Linked DNA regions of Sus scrofa: region 2 is linked to region 1. Evidence: chromatin contacts called from public Hi-C data. All regions are on one chromosome and are shown on one strand. Each heading gives the region's core, a stretch centred on a gene start, on an enhancer-like site or on the middle of the called end of the contact. The rest is flanking DNA. Distances are from core to core; before and after follow the strand shown.

Region 1 (3,997 bases), core at 1,020-3,519:
ATGGATCTATTTATTGTTCTTATTGTGTTGGTGTTTATACAAGTTAAAATTCATGAAATTCATAAAATTCATGTTTTTAACCCCAAAAATGGAGCGTTGTTGTGAATAAATATGTAAGGAGTTCCCGCTGTGACTCAGTGATAACAAACCTGATTAGTACCCATGAGGACATGGGTTTGATCCCTGGCCTCAGTCAGTGGGTTAAGGATCTGGAGTTACCATGAGCTGTGGTGTAGGTCACTGCAGATGGAGTTCAGATCTGGCATTGCTGTGGTGTAGGCCTGCAGCTACAGCTCCAATTTGACCCCCAAGCCTGGAAACCTCAATATGCTACAGGTGTGGCCATAAAAAGACACACACACACACACACACACACACACACACACACAAGTGTTCAAGGGAGTGCCCTGGTGGCCTAATGGGTTAAGGATCCAGCGTTGTCACTGCTGTGGCTGGGGTTCGATCCCTGACCCAGGAACTTTTGTAGGCCAAGGGTGCAGCCAAGAAAAACAAACAAAAATGTTCAGGGAGGAGTTCCCACCATGGCTCAGTGGTTAACGAACCCGACTAGGAACCATGAGGTTTCGGGTTTCATCCCTGGCCTTGCTCAGTGGGTTAAGGATCCGGCGTTGCCGTGAACTGTGGTGTAGGTTGCAGACACGGCTTGGATCCCACGTTGCTGTGGCTGTGGCGTAGTCTGGTGGCTATGGCTCCGATTAGACCCCTAACCTGGGAACCTCCATATGCCGCAGGTGCGGCCCTAGAAAAGACAAAAAGACAAAAAAAAAAAAATGTTCAGGGAAACATTTATTTATTTATTGGCCATGCCCGCAGTTCCTGGGCCAGGGATCCAACCGTCGCCAGAGCAGTGACCCAAGCTACAGCAGTGACAATGCCGGATCCTTAACCTACTAGGCCACCCAGGCATCTCCCAGGGAAACGTTTTAAAAAATTACACTTGATCTTAGCCAAAAGGCCGAGAAGCGATACGTTTTAAAAAATTAACTCACACAATTAGATCCTGCTGTATAGTGACTAGAACTATATCTAGTCACCTGTGATGGAACATGATGGAGAATAATGTGAGAAAAAGAATGTATATATATATGTATGACTGGGTCACTTTGCTCTACAGCAGAAATTGACAGAACATTGTAAATCAACTATAATAAAAATAAAAATCTTGAAAAAAGAAAATAAAAAATAATAAAATCAGCTCACAGAAGATGACAGCCTCATAAACTGCCACTTAGAAACTTCTGGAATGGGGAATTCCCATCGTGGTGCAGCAGAAATAAATCTGACTAGTATCCATGAGGATGTGATTCCATCCCTGGCCTCATTCTGTCAGAGATCCAGCGTTGCCATGAGCTGTGGCGTAGACTGCAGACGCGCTTGGCTCCCACGTAGCTGTGGCTGTGGCGTAGGGCGGCAGCTGTAGCTCCGATTCCACCTGTAGCTTGGGAACTACCATATGCTACAGGTGCGGCCCTAAAAAGCAAATAAAGTAAAATAAAACAATATAAAATAAAAACCAGAAAATTCTGGAATGGGAAGCAGTCTCCTGGCCCTGTCTACTGAGGATGCCTCTTTTGGGTTTCAGAGCACATCACTTACCACAGATGCTCCTCTTACATTTTCCTCCACTTTAGCGACTCCTGGAACCCCCAGCAGGGGTAGTCTTCGAATTCTGTCAGTTCCCTGCACATGCAGAGCCTCCTTTTTTGCCCCCACATCCCTGTCTCTGGGTGTCGTGTCCCCATCTCTATTTCTAGGGCTGCGGGTCTCTGTCGTCTCCTTGTTTCTGCTTCTCATCTTCCCTGCCTTCATCTTTAGGTCTTCTTTGCCAGGGACTCTGTCTTCCTCATTCTAGGTCTGTCTATTTCTGTCTGCCTCTGTCTGGCTCTCTCTCCACATAGGAGCTTCCCAGTCTCTGGATCTCCCCTTCTCTGAGTCCGACTTCGCCCCTTTGGCCGTCTCCATCTGTCAGTCTCCTTGTGTCTGTCCTCTGTATCTCGCTGTCTCTGGGATTCTGGGCTTCCTGGTCTCGCCATCGTTGGTGTGCGCGTCCTTTTGCGGGGTGGGGTGTCCTCACTTTTCCTTGCCACCTCTGCTCTGCGTTGCCCTCCTTCCTCCCCTGGTCCCTCGGCTCTTCTTGTTTACGTCGTTGCCATGGCATCAAGGACGGCTCAGGCGCCTGGAGGAAGGAGCGAGGGTCTCGCGAGGATAGCTCGGCCTTTAATTGGTTGTCCTCTCTGTCGTCGCGCCTTCGGCCCGCCCCCTTTTCCCCGCTGCCTTCTGGGAGTCGCGGGCTCCGCGCGCTCGCGCAGTCTGTCCCTACGCCTTGGGGCCGGAGGGTTTAACGATCTGACCCGCTGGCGCACGCGTCCGCGTTCGGAGGTGACGGGAGGGGCGGGGCAGGGGTCGGCCCTCGTCGGGGAGAGGCCAGGCATCACTTCCCGTGTGCCGTCGATGGGGAAGGGTCACGAGGCCCTAGATGTGTGTCCTGGGAGGGGGCTCGAGGGCTGAGTGTGCCCCTCATGGGCGCCCAGGTGGGAGCGGGGAGGCCCTGTGTTCGGGAGCAAGGGCCGTGCTTAGCCGTCCTGAGCAGCATCCTGGAATGGAGGTTGTCTCTGCCCTTGGGTCGCCCTGCCTTTCCCCCCAGTCACCCGCGTGGATTCGGTTTGAATGAGGTGCCTGCCTCTGCTCTGGGACCTCCTGGGTGGGCGAGGGAAACCCAGTCGTGGCAGGGCAAGGATGGCTCAGACGGCAGGGGGCTGTGGGGGCCGCTGAGAATTGTTTTTAAACCTTTATAAGAAACTTTCAAATGTATAGAAAAGGTCATAGAACTTCTGCATACCCTTTGTTCACGTTCACCTGTTGTTATATTTGTATCTGCCTCTCTCTCCCGTACCCTCCCTCTTCTCCCTTCCACCGCCCGTTATATATACACCTGTCTCTCAGCTAAGCTGGACATTTCCACCATCTTCACCTCCATACCAGGGTCTGGTCCCTGTTCCCCCGTCACCCCAACAACTTCCTGGAAACATGTCTACTCCTGGGCCCCAGCCAGCCCAGGGCCCCGTCTTCTTTGGCCTTGGGTCTGTGACTTCCTTGAGTTCCCAGTCTTGAGGAGGCATTTGGGGAGCCCAGGCCAGTTGTGAAGGATGTCTCTTGATTGTCTGCCTCTCCTCTTGAGTGGGTCCAGAGTGTGCATTTTTGGCAGAGACTGAGGAAGGCAGCTGAGATACTAAAGACACTCCCTTGCTCCATTTCTCATTCTAAAGGGACCCCTGCCCCCCTTATAGTGGGCGAGTCATCTCTGGGTGAGGCCAGGAGACCCTGTGAATACCCTGAGTCATCTGAGGTGGGAATGTGGAGAGAGGGGGCTCTGGGTGCAGCTAGGCCTGGAGGTGGGGGCCCTGTTTGAAGGCGATTTGTCTCCACCCTTTAGGATCCATTGGGGGTGGGGAGAGGCCTGGCTTGGCCCTGAACTCCCATTTGCTGCATTAATTTTCTTTCTTTTTTTTTTAAGTGCCACATCTGCCACATGTGGAAGTTCCCAGGCTAGGGGCTGAATTGGAGCTGTAGCCGCTGGCCTACACCACAGCCACAGCAACACGGGATCCGGGCCACATTTGCGACCTATACCATGGCTCACGGCTATGCCAGATCCTTAACCCACTGAGTGAGGCCAGGGATCGAACCCACATACTTATGGATACTAGTCGGATTTGTTTCTGCTGAGCCACGATGGGAACGCCCTGCCATATTGATATTTTTATTCCCTTAGATTTTATTCCCAAAACTGAAAATGCACAAACTCACCCAGCACCGCTGCCGCACAAACACAAAACCAGGCCCACTCAGAGAGCGGGCCAAGCCTAGCCCCTCGCTGGGTACCCATAGCTCAGGGACAGGGCAGCGGATCCCAGAGCCAGCCCCGGGCACACTCACTCTAGATTCCCACGTTTTGGGTGACTTTTCACACCTCCTA
Region 2 (3,997 bases), core at 430-2,929, 260 kb before region 1:
GCAAGCCCCCGGCTTCCGCTGGGCCTCCGGCCTTTATACAAGAGGACTTTTTCCACAGGCACCCACGCTGCTCTTGCCGTCAGTAACTGTAGCAGCCCCATTAGCACGTGCCCATCCCTGGAGGGCCACCCTCCTGTGCTCAACCCGCCTGACATTTCAAAGCTGCTCTTCAAACCTGAAGGACTGGCTGATCCCCTCAACTCCCACAAGGCTGCCCCCAAGAATCTGGCAGGCAGACAAGAAGCCAGTTCCTTTCTCCCTCCAGCGCCAGGCCCCCCTATTTCCTTCTCACTTGGCTGCCTCTCTCCTTTTCCTCTGCCACCTGCCAGACGACCTCGGAGAGCCCCAGGGACTGCTAGCCATTCCTCCTCTCCCTCGAGCCCGAGATGCCCACGGCTGTCCCCATCTGAGTCCCTGAGATCCCCCCCTGCTAAGTCTGATCCCCAGACCCTGCCTCACTAAGGACGACAGGACTGGGGTGTCCTTGGGTGTCTACTCCTTCCAGGTCCCTGTGACTCCTCCACTCGGAGACATCGCAGACTCTTGCCAGTTTCCCCTGAAATCGACATTCCCTGCAAATGCCTGGTTTTGTCTACAGCTCCGTTCTTCTTATTCTCTGTCCCACTGAGAATACATCTCTTGCCCAAGGCAAGGATGTAATCAAGGGTTTTCAGTTTAAGCACCAGCTACCAAATCCTGGCCCCACTGCCCAGGGGAGGACCTGTGAAAGTGCTAGGCGGCTCCATTCTTCCGGGTGCTCAGGCGAACGGCTCTTCACTTAGAACACTCACACTGCCCTTGAAGCATCAGCAGATCTATCCAGAGTTCAAAGGCTTTTCCTAATTCCACTGACTGTAGTGGTAGCCTCCTCCCTGCACACCAGCACCCCCTCTAAGTCTGTTCCTCACTCAGCAAACGTGAGATACCTTATAAAACAGCAACAAGTCCACTCTCCTGGTGCTCTCGGAATAGTCTTAACTCCTCCATCTGCTCTTTCAAGCACACATGCCTCTGCCTGTCGAGTAGCTCAGTTCCAGAAGCGCCTAGACGCAGGCTTCCCTCCCTGCTTTTGCACAAGGGGGACGCTTCCCTTAGAACTTCCCTCCACACCTCACCCCCTTGGCTGCCAGAAGTGGGGATCACACGCGTGCACGCCCAAGCAGCCGGGACGCCTGTGCCTAGGACCAAGCGCGAGGGGAAAATAAAACGTCCAGAAAAAGTGCCTCCCTCGGTCGGGACTCGGGACCATGGAGGAGGCATCAGGGCGGTTGGGGGCCTGGGGCTCCCGTTATTCACCTGAGCTGAGTCTGTCTGCGTCACTGCCGCCATCGGAACCTGTAGAAAGATGCGGGCGTCCTGGTGCCGGGCCTCACTCTCCCCTCTGCCAAGGGCGCCGCGGTGGGGCGGCACGGGGGCCAGAGAGCACGTGGCTCGAGTGATTCCCACGCCACACCTCGGGAAACTGAGGCCGGGGACCGGCAGGGAGCCCGCAGTCTCCGCTGACGACGTCTTGGGTTCCCGGCCGCGCCTTCCTTGCTGCCGGCACCACTGGCCTCCAGACCCTCCAACAAAACCGGCCCCCACCCGGCGCGCTTCGGCCGTCACCGGAGCGGCCCGACGCCGGCAGCCAGGTGACAGTCCCGGACGCCGGAAGTGCAATCTCGAGAGCCCTCATTGGTCGGGGTCGTGCTGTTGACGCACGCGCAGAGCCTTCTGGGAGGCGTGGTTCCCGCCTGCCTTACGGCACTGTGGGCGGAGCCCTCCCGGTTTCCACGGCAACGGCAAAGCGCGCCGGGGGGGCGGGGCGGGGCCGGGAGTGGAGTCCCCGGCTGCGCGTGGGAAGGATTCCTAGCTGGTGGCCCCGCGCTGCGGAGAAACACTGAAGGTGCAGAAATAGACCTGCCGAGGCGCGGGACTGGGACAAAAGCCCACGGCAGTTCCCACCCCGCGCCTCCTTCCTTGGACCCCGACTAGGACGCGGTTGGACCTCTGCGAGTCTGCGTCCCCGCAGGTGGGGAACAGCCCGTGCCCTAAGTTTTTCTAGCCTCTGACATCCTTCTCTGAGACTTCCTCCAACCATTTATTTTCCTTGCTCGGCTGGACCCCGCAAAAAGTACTTAGCTGACTTGCTTGTCCCCAGGTCCTCCAGGTCTTACCAGCATGTCACGATGTTAATTTCTTGTGCCTTTTGTGGGGAAGACCGACCTCCCTGTCTCCGACACATAAAATCTGAAGGAAGGGCGGCCTCAATACAGACTGACTACTGCTGACAGAGGATAAAAGATTTCCTCTGCACTTCACGCTGATGGTCTTTTTTGCAGGGTGCTTAGTCCTCATACATATTAGGTGGTATATGTAAACTGGAGGGGGGCGGATACCAAATGGAGGATGTAACATAACCCTACCATCGAGATTCCACCCGGGCTCCAGACACCAAGCAAACAGGAAAAACAGACTCAGCAGGGATGCAGGCCCCAGGTCCAAGATAATTTAAGGAGCTGTTAAACCTCAAAATAAACAGAGACCAAAGGGCTGTTAAAATTCACATTTAATGACCTACACCCTCCATCCCTGATTCCCAAGCCCCCTTCCCTTTTTTCCTTGAAACTGTCACCTATCACATGAAACCCTAACTATAAAAAAGCCCTTGCCCCAGAATCGGGGAGCCTGAGTTCTCTCCGCTCAATGTTCCCTGCCACTAGGTTAATAAACCTGATTGTGAGCTCACTGCTTCAGCCTCTGTTTCTCTTGACTCCGCTGTTCTAACAATACATACAATGGTACAATAGTGGTACCCACCGAATAGAGCTGTTGTAACTCAATATGAAACTAATCTGTGTCAAGTCGATGATCCCCCCGCCCCCCGCCTCCGTTGTGTTCGTGGCATGCATAAGTTCCTGGGCCAGGGATCGAACTTGCACCACACTGTCGACCCAAGCCACTGCAGTGGATCCTTAACCTCCTGCACCACAGCAAGAACTCCATCACTTTGAAACAATAAAGCCCAATGTATTTGTGGGTAGAGAATGTTTTCCTGTCATTCCAGTAAACAGTGTTGCTGGCCACTCCAGGTATACAAGGATCAAGCCATCAGCCTCAGCAGAGAGTCACCCGGAGGGAATTTCAGGATGGAGAAAAGCAAAAAGCACTCTGTGCTTGGCATACCGGCCCAAGAAGTTAAGATGCACAACTAAGGAATAATTCAAAGGAGCCCAGACTCTTGCATTCTCCCACACATAGAGGGGCACTAAAATCTTTTTTTTTTTTTTTTTTTTGTCTTTTTGCCATTTCTTGGGCCGCTCCCACGGCATATGGAGGTTCCCAGGCTAGGAGTCGAATCGGAGCTTAGCCACTGGCCTACACCACAGCCACAGTTGGATCCTTAACCAACTGAGTGAAGCCAGGGATTGAACCCACAACCTCATGGTTCCTAGTCAGATTTGTTAACCACTGAGCCATGACGGGAACTCTGAAAAGCACTAAAATCATTAACCTGAGATGTCTGATGTTTTCTGAAGGCAGAGCCAGCCGAATTGGCTGATGGATCAAAGAGATAAGCCCAGAAGGTCTCCAGATTTTTAGCCTGAGCAGCTGAAAGAATCAACTGTTTTCCACAGAGATGGGGAAGGGGAACGAGGTGCATGTCCCAGGGGATGAGCAGAAGTTGGGCTCATGTCTGAGACGCCTGGAGACATGTGAGTGGAGAGGTGATGTGGGCGGGACTCACAGGTCTGGAGTTCCTGAGAAAGGTCTCGCTGGAAGTGTCCAGGGGTGCAGGGCTGTTGGCGTGGAAGAAGGTAGGGCCTGGAGGGTGGATTTAGGAGGGAGGCTCTTAAGGTTGTACTTAAAATGACCACTGGAGGGAGTTCACGTTGTGCTTCCAGAAATGCACCAGGCTGGTAGCCATGAGGAGGCCTGTTGGATCCCAGGCCTTGCACAGTGGGTGAAGGACCCAATGTTGCCGTGAGCTGCAGTGTAGCTTACAGATGAGGCTTGG

The links. Hi-C and Micro-C count contacts between places; a contact is called where the count stands out from the background.
Region 2: a Hi-C map of undifferentiated spermatogonia shows a contact between it and region 1, with 1.6 times the contacts expected there. The contact joins the promoter of LOC110261334 here to the enhancer-like site in region 1. A contact is called at or near these places in 1 of 5 promoter capture datasets (liver), 7 of 47 Hi-C or Micro-C datasets (embryonic fibroblasts, epiblast stem cells, mesenchymal stem cells and 4 more) and 1 of 2 datasets of contacts at active chromatin or transcription factors (alveolar macrophages).

Annotation. Positions count from the first base shown.
Region 1 is chr6:62,779,668-62,783,664 of Sscrofa11.1, reverse strand. The region is part of intron 1 of LOC110261340 (a long non-coding RNA gene); the gene reads left to right. Among named protein-coding and RNA genes, the nearest start is that of ZNF135, 28 kb to the right of the region's middle. Within about 2 kb of position 2,269, at least 44 of the 83 cell types and tissues checked have an H3K27ac peak or open chromatin away from gene starts, as enhancers often do. A contact at or near this core is called in alveolar macrophages, retroperitoneal adipose tissue, skeletal muscle and 2 more, where this site is marked.
Region 2 is chr6:63,040,946-63,044,942 of Sscrofa11.1, reverse strand. It overlaps LOC110261334 (zinc finger protein 324A-like), which reads right to left and starts at 1,679. Exons shown (of 4, transcript XM_021097374.1): 1 at 1,454-1,679; 2 at 1,297-1,335. The coding sequence starts at 1,675.